2 separate regions of the Hermetia illucens genome follow, and region 1 is linked to region 2. Evidence: chromatin contacts called from public Hi-C data. All regions are on one chromosome and are shown on one strand. Each heading gives the region's core, a stretch centred on a gene start, on an enhancer-like site or on the middle of the called end of the contact. The rest is flanking DNA. Distances are from core to core; before and after follow the strand shown.

The links. Hi-C and Micro-C count contacts between places; a contact is called where the count stands out from the background.
Region 1: a contact with region 2 is called in a Hi-C map of whole body, with 5 times the contacts expected there. The contact joins the promoter of LOC119657362 here to the promoter of LOC119656547 in region 2. A contact is called at or near these places in 2 of 2 Hi-C or Micro-C datasets (an unstated tissue and whole body).

What each region holds. Positions count from the first base shown.
Region 1 is chr5:94,447,045-94,450,585 of iHerIll2.2.curated.20191125, reverse strand. LOC119657362 reads left to right here and starts at 2,051. Exons shown (of 7, transcript XM_038064241.1): 1 at 2,051-2,254; 2 at 2,470-2,616; 3 at 3,427-3,541. The coding sequence starts at 2,081.
Region 2 is chr5:94,284,728-94,288,143 of iHerIll2.2.curated.20191125, reverse strand. It overlaps LOC119656547, which reads right to left and starts at 1,398. Exons shown (of 5, transcript XM_038062910.1): 1 at 1,232-1,398; 2 at 1-1,173. The coding sequence starts at 1,315.

The sequences.
Region 1 (3,541 bases), core at 802-3,301, 160 kb before region 2:
GCTTAAAAACCATAAGTCGCCAAGAGTCAATAGAATTACAGCCGAATTGGTTAAATATGGAGTTGCTCAAGGAGGGGAATATGACGCAGTGCAGCAATTATGGAGGTACACGCTACTGAGTAGCATATCTTCCGCTATTTTGCTAGGTCGGATAGCCCTATACGTCCAGAACATCATTAGCCCATACCAAAAAATGTACACGGCCATGAAAGATTTCAGTTGCCCAATGAAATTGATAAGATTGTCTAGGCTGATACTGACCAATGTGCGAGATCAGACAAAAGCAGCAGGAACACTTTCGAGACTATTCAGCATCAACAACGGGCTAAGATAAGGGGACGTCCTATCACGTCTCATCTTTAACCTAGCCCTGGAAAAAATGATCCATGATGCAGATGTCGATGTAAGGAGCATCATTCTCTTTAAGTCCACCCAACTACTGGCATATGCTGACGATATCGACATTATGGGAAGAACAACCCGAGATGTACAGTCTATGTTCATCCAGATTGGGCAGGCAGTACTAGATATTGCTGCATTAATGCAGGCAAGATAAAGTACATGGAGACAATGTCAGCGCCAAAAACCAAAGAACGGACAACATCGAATCGCATTGGTTAAAGGAGAACAATAAAGATAGGAGACTGCAACTTTGAGACCGTTAAAAATTTCTCCTATCTAGGGTCGAAAATCACAACCGATAGCAACTATGATGATGAAATCCGCATACGGTTGTTGGCTGCTAACAGAGCCAATTCACAGCTTACAAAAATTGTTTCGCTCGGAAAGTCTCATCATAAGGTCAAAGGTCTTACTGTACTAGACTATCTTGCCAGTCCTTATTCCTCGGAGACCTGGGTTCTTAGCAAGAAAAATTGCGAACTCTTAGCTGCATTCGAGAGAAAAATCCACCGAAGAATATTTGGCACCCTACATGAGGATGAACGATTCCACAGCTTAGATAAAGACGAAACCTATAAGCGATACCATGACAGCCTGGTTGTAGATCAAATCCGGCTCAATGGGTTACGGTGGGCGGGACACTTAATCCGTATGGATGAGGATGATCCAGCCCGGAAATTCTATAATGGTAATATCTATGGTAGAAAAAGAAGACGAGACAGATTCTGCCTGAGATGGAGCGATAGCGTAGGCCAGGACGTCAGATAGCTTTCAGGGATATCGGCTTAAAACCGGGATATCTGCAGTTCCTTATTAAGGCAGGGATAGACCGGATACTGGTTGTTGCGCCCATATCCATCATTCAACTAATGGGGCAGGACGGTTTGCGACTCACAGAACTTTATTATGTAAATAGTTTGATGGAGATTAAAATTTGGATCAGGTAATGATCGCTATGTGTAGGGACATGGTTTTAAAAAATAGTAATGAAGATATCGAGGATACTGTCTTGAAGCGAATTAAAAAAGACTATGGAAAGGTGAGTGCCTGGATGACTCAACATGCATTGTTGTGCTAACGATTATTATTATTATGGAAAGGTGGGAAATGCTCCAGAGTTGCATATTAACCAATACACTAATGTATTCATCACTAATCGCTTTGACACATGCTCTTTTAGAATGAATATTCTCAAGAAATTTTAGAATAAAGCAAGGATATCATGGTCGCAGATAAAAATTTTTGATATTGAGGAAGTATCAACAGGAGAATGTGACATTGATTTCCAATTAAATGATTGGTTGCTCTGAAGGCAACTATGCCAATGCGAAAAGACAGTCTGAAAAAATTTATCTGCCAAGACGTACCAAACACCTATCTATTTTGAAGAAATAGAATATGGAATGCCTTTTACTAAACTTATTTTGTGCATGTTAACGAGAATCTATATGCATCTCAAACGGAAAATATTCGTCACAAACCGAATATTGAAATTTGCTCGTCTTTTGTATTCACCACGGCTGTCAGCCGGTTTAAGATTCGACACTTGTGCAGGGTTGAGTAAAAGAATTTTGATAGGACGGTTGGACGAGGCGACAGCGAACGGCGAGTATAAACAAAATGATGCACTTTGTTTGTGTGCGTTAGTTCGGGCGAAAACATTTTTGACAGAGTCGCGATGGAAAACTTTTCAATAAAAATTGATGAAAATGTCCGGCTCAGATTATATAAAATCTGTCGTTTGTGCGGCGATGATAACCCGAATAATACAGACATCCTTGCTAATAGCAAGAAAAGCACAAATGTTGACCCTGACTTTCATAAAAAGATCTTTGACTGTGTCGGAATTCAGGTTGTTTAGGTTTTTTGTGATTTCCTTTTGATTTTTGTCCGAATTGGATTCTGCTCCAATTCTGGATTAATGTGGCGATTGTAAATGCGTTGAATTCTAGCGGGAGACGTGGATTTGTGCTAAATGAAAGGATCCATGCATGGTCGCTCGCCCAACCACGTAGGCGATCAATAATTCTGCCTTCTTGACACAAGTTTTTCTCTTCTCGGTTGCAGGTCACAAAGGGCGACAAAATGCCGCAAACGGCCTGCAATGCCTGTCGCGAGAAAATCAATGACTTCTTCGAGTTTCGCGAGATGTGCCTGGCCACCGATATACAAACTAGACGCCTCCTCGGATTGACAGAAACCATCGTTCCAAAGGTAATTATTCTCTTGTGCCCTTAAGTCCTGAGTCAATAATTAGTTCCTAGAAGCGGTGCTTGGACGAATAAACTTGAGCTTTTCAGAAGCCCTGGAGTAGAAATATCTTTACAACAGATTTTAGGCAATTGAATGCTAATACGTGTGTGACATGGGAACCGAATTAAAGGCTGAGATATTCTTGAAGGCTGACTGATGCCTGTCATAGCCATCTGTTTCTCTGTATGTGGACAGTTTCTTCAACACGAACTAGATTGTGTGGTCTCCTGAGAAAAGTAGCATCAAAGTAAAGTCAATAACAAACGTTAAAACACTGGTTCCAATTGGGAACAGCTTTTATTAGTTTTAACGCAACAATATTATCTTCTTGATTACCTGACCCTAGATCGAGATCGGGCTGATACTCGGAAAATATTATAGTTTGGTTATAAAATCATTCCCTGATGAGTTTCCTATTTGCCATCATTCAATCAATTATTGAACAACACAATTTCACTTCCACTTGAGGAAACCAAGTGCTTATAAATAATTTATGCTCGCTTTCTTGTTCGCTGTGAGATTGAAGCCCGTCTAGCATCCAAGTGTGCTCTGATAGTACTATTTTATCGGCCGCGATTAGAGGCTTATACTCCTAAAATTTTGAGAATCAAGCACTGAAATTATCAAGGGTGCCAGGACGTTGGGTCGCCTTTTGAATAAAGTGATTTAGTTATTGTTGATTTTTTCTGGCCAAACTGTTTCTTCCCCTTTAGAATCAGCGGCGTTTGGTTGGTGTATTTATATTGACTTCTCCTAACTTTATTTCTTTAGCTCGATCCTGTACCAGACGCTCTCGAAGATGACAAAACAGAAGTTGAAAAGACTATCAAAAAGAAAACTCCAACTGCCACAAAAGCCGTTAACTCTGCAAAAACTCTAAATTCGA
Region 2 (3,416 bases), core at 149-2,648:
ATCGAGAACCAGAGGGAGTTTCCCGAGAACTGTGTTTCTGAAGTCTGAACACGGCACGAATACGTGCTTCTCAATAAAGACAATGATAAATTGTAGCCGTTCATGCACATTCCTATTGGTTGCTATCAAAAGGCCTACAATAAACTTGTATACGTAGAGCTGCGCGTCGAGATTGAATTTCGCATAATTGTCTTGCAAGTATTCGCAGATACCGTCAACCTGCGGGTGTTTGTAGAACTGCCGCTCGAATATTGTGCAAAGCAGAACTAGACGCGTGTGATCGCCATCTACGTAGTCTAACTTCAGAATGTTTTCAAGCTCCTGGTCTAAACCAATTTGCGTAAACAAATCGTCTTTGTTAAGCACGTAATGCATCCATTGGGAGTTTAAAGAAATTAGTTCAGCATGAGAACCAGTTTTTAAAATGCCGATGAGAAGTTCATTGAACTCGTTGCAGTTCTGCTTACTCAGAGCTTTGACCACTAATTGTCCGACTGAAAACAGATTCTTGTGTTTCAGGGAAAGCCGGGACCCTTGAAGAAATTCACACACCTCTTGCTCTGTGGGGAGCAGAGTTACGAGTTTGTTGTCAGTAAGAATGACCGACAAAAGGATGTATTTGTACTTGTTGGTCCAGGGCCAGTGCTTCGCAATGGTCAAGAATATGTCCTCAGTTTCGCTTCCGTTTTTAAGCCAATTCCTGAAGAAAATAATGCATTCGTCGCGTACGGCTGGCGACTGCGACTGGAGACACGAGTAGAACTTCGTCAGGGTGAATTCCAGTTTGGCGTTGGGGTATCGGTTATAGAAAAGATTCACGCTCCTCACAGAAGTGAGCAAAATTGGTGCGGACGAATTTCCGAGCGAATCCACTATTTGTTGGCATAACTGTTCTAATTGCTTAGACGCCACTTTTTTGTGATAGTCTGCGAGCAGCACTCCATAGAAAATATCCGCTTTCGTTTCAGCTGGATAAGAATCAAAACTAGGCAGGGCTACATCATCAGTTCCCCCGATTGTGTCCAGCGCTTTGTAATATGTCCGAAACAGCATGTCAGAGTTGGCGATAGCATCTTCGCTAGTTGTGCGTGCTCCCATAACTATCTGTTGTATACTCGAAATTAAATGCTCAACATTTTCCTTATCCAAAGTTTTGATTTTACTCAAGGTTTCCTGAAGTAAAGACATTGAATGATGTATATCGAAGGATGGAAATTTGCGGATTACTTACTCGCAAATCTGCTGTTGATGCCATATTGCGCAAATGCAATACGTCTGACGATGCCATTCCACCTATTCCCTCGAACTGATCCATCGAGAATTTTTCCACTCACCACCGTTGCAAAACTCAGTACAGGACGACGCTGTAAACAAACTTTTGACAGAAGACTTCGCTGCACGCTGCACACATGAAAAATGAGGTGAAAAAGAATATGTAAAGTATCTGCCAGGGCACCTAGCCAGTGTTGAACGAACGCAACCAAGTGGGTGGCGGGGCAATTTTGAATTATCGTGTGTAAGCTTCTATGGATCTTAATGCGAAAATCAGACATCAGACATAGATATATAGACTTTCCGGGCTGGATCATCCTCATCCATACGGATTAAGTGACCCGCCCACCGTATCCTATTGAGCCGGATTTTATCCACAACCTGACGGTCATCGTATCGCTCATAGATTTCGTCATTATGTAGGCTACGGAATCGTCCATCCTCACGTAGGAGCCAAAAATTCTTCGGAGGATTTTTCTCTCAAACGCGGTCAAGAGTTCGCAATTCTTCTTGCTAAGAACCCAAGTCTCCGAGGAATACATGAGGACTGGCAAGATCATTGTCTTGCACAGTAAGAGCTTTGACCCTATGGTGAGACGTTTCGAGCGGAACAGTCTTTGTAAACTGAAATAGGCTCTGTTGGCTGACAACAACCATGCGCGGATTTCACTAGTTGTGATCTCAAAGTTGTAGTCTCCTATCTTTGTTCATCCCGTTTGACCAGTGCGGTTTGATGTTGTTGGTTGGTTTTCGGCGCTGACGTTGTCACCATATATTTTGTCTTGCCTTCATTGATGTGCAGCCCAAGATCTGGCGCCGCTTGCTCGATCTGGATGAAGGCAGTTTGTACGTCTCGAGTCGTTCTTCCCATGATGTTGATATCGTCAACATAGGCCAGTAGTTGGGTGGACTTAAAGAGGATCGTACCTCTTGCTTTTACCTCAGCATCACGGATCACTTTCTCGAGGACCAGCTTAAAGAGGACGCATGATAGGGCATCCCCTTGTCGTAGACCGTTGTTGATGTCGAATGGTTTCGAGAGTGATGCTGCTGTTTTTATCTGGCCTCGCACAGGGTCAATGTACTCAGTCTTATCAATTTCGGCGGGTGACCGAATCCTCTCATGGCGTGTACGGTTTTACCCTGGCTATGTTATTATAGGTGGCTTTAAAGTCGATGAACAGATGGTCCAATTGGTGTCCATATTCCAACAGTTTTTCCATCGCTTGCCGCACAGAGAAAATCTGATCTACTGCTGATTTGCCTGGAATGGTATGGGCCAATGATGTTCTGAGCATATGGGGCTATCCGGCCTAGCAATATAGCGGAGAATATCTTATGGATGGCACTCAGCAACGTGATACCTCTATAATTGCTGCACTGTGTGATATTCCCCTTTTTATGTATGAAACTGATAATCACTTGTTGTCAGTCGTCAGGCATTGATTCGCTGTCCTACACCTTGAGCATCAGTTGATGAACCACTTGGTGTAATTGACCGCCTCCATATTTAACCAATTCAGCTGTAATTCCATCGGCTCCTGGCGACTTATGGTTTTTAAGTCGATGAATTGCACGGACTGTTTCTTCTATGCTTGGTGGAGGCAGCATTTGTCCGTCGTCTTCAGTTGGCGGGACCTCCAACTCGCCGATATTTTGGTTGTTGAGCAGTTCATCAAAATACTCAACCCATCGCTCCAATATGTCCATTCTGTCGAAAATCAGATTTCCCTCTTTGTCTCGGCAGGATGAGCATCGAGGTGTATAAGGCTTCATCCTGCTGATTTGTTGATAAAACTTGCGCGCCTGGTGCGGTTGCTCCCTGTACTTTCTAGTTCACAGACTTGTTCGTTCTCCCAGGCTCCCTTTTCCGTCTGAGAAGTCGCTTCTCAGCTCGACGGAGTCAGGGATAAGTCTTTGCGCATGCCCGCGTTCTTTGAGAATGCAACATTACTAGGTATGCAACATTCTTTCGTTCCGTAGCTAGCTAACAGTCATCGTCATACCAGCCGTTCCGACCTTTTTGCGGCTGGAGCCAAGTATCTTTGTGGCCGTATCAATAATATCGTTCTTCAGGTGGTTGTGAAGATCATTTGTTGACGCTTCATCTCCAGAATCTCTGTTGACTGCGGTTATTGCGGCAT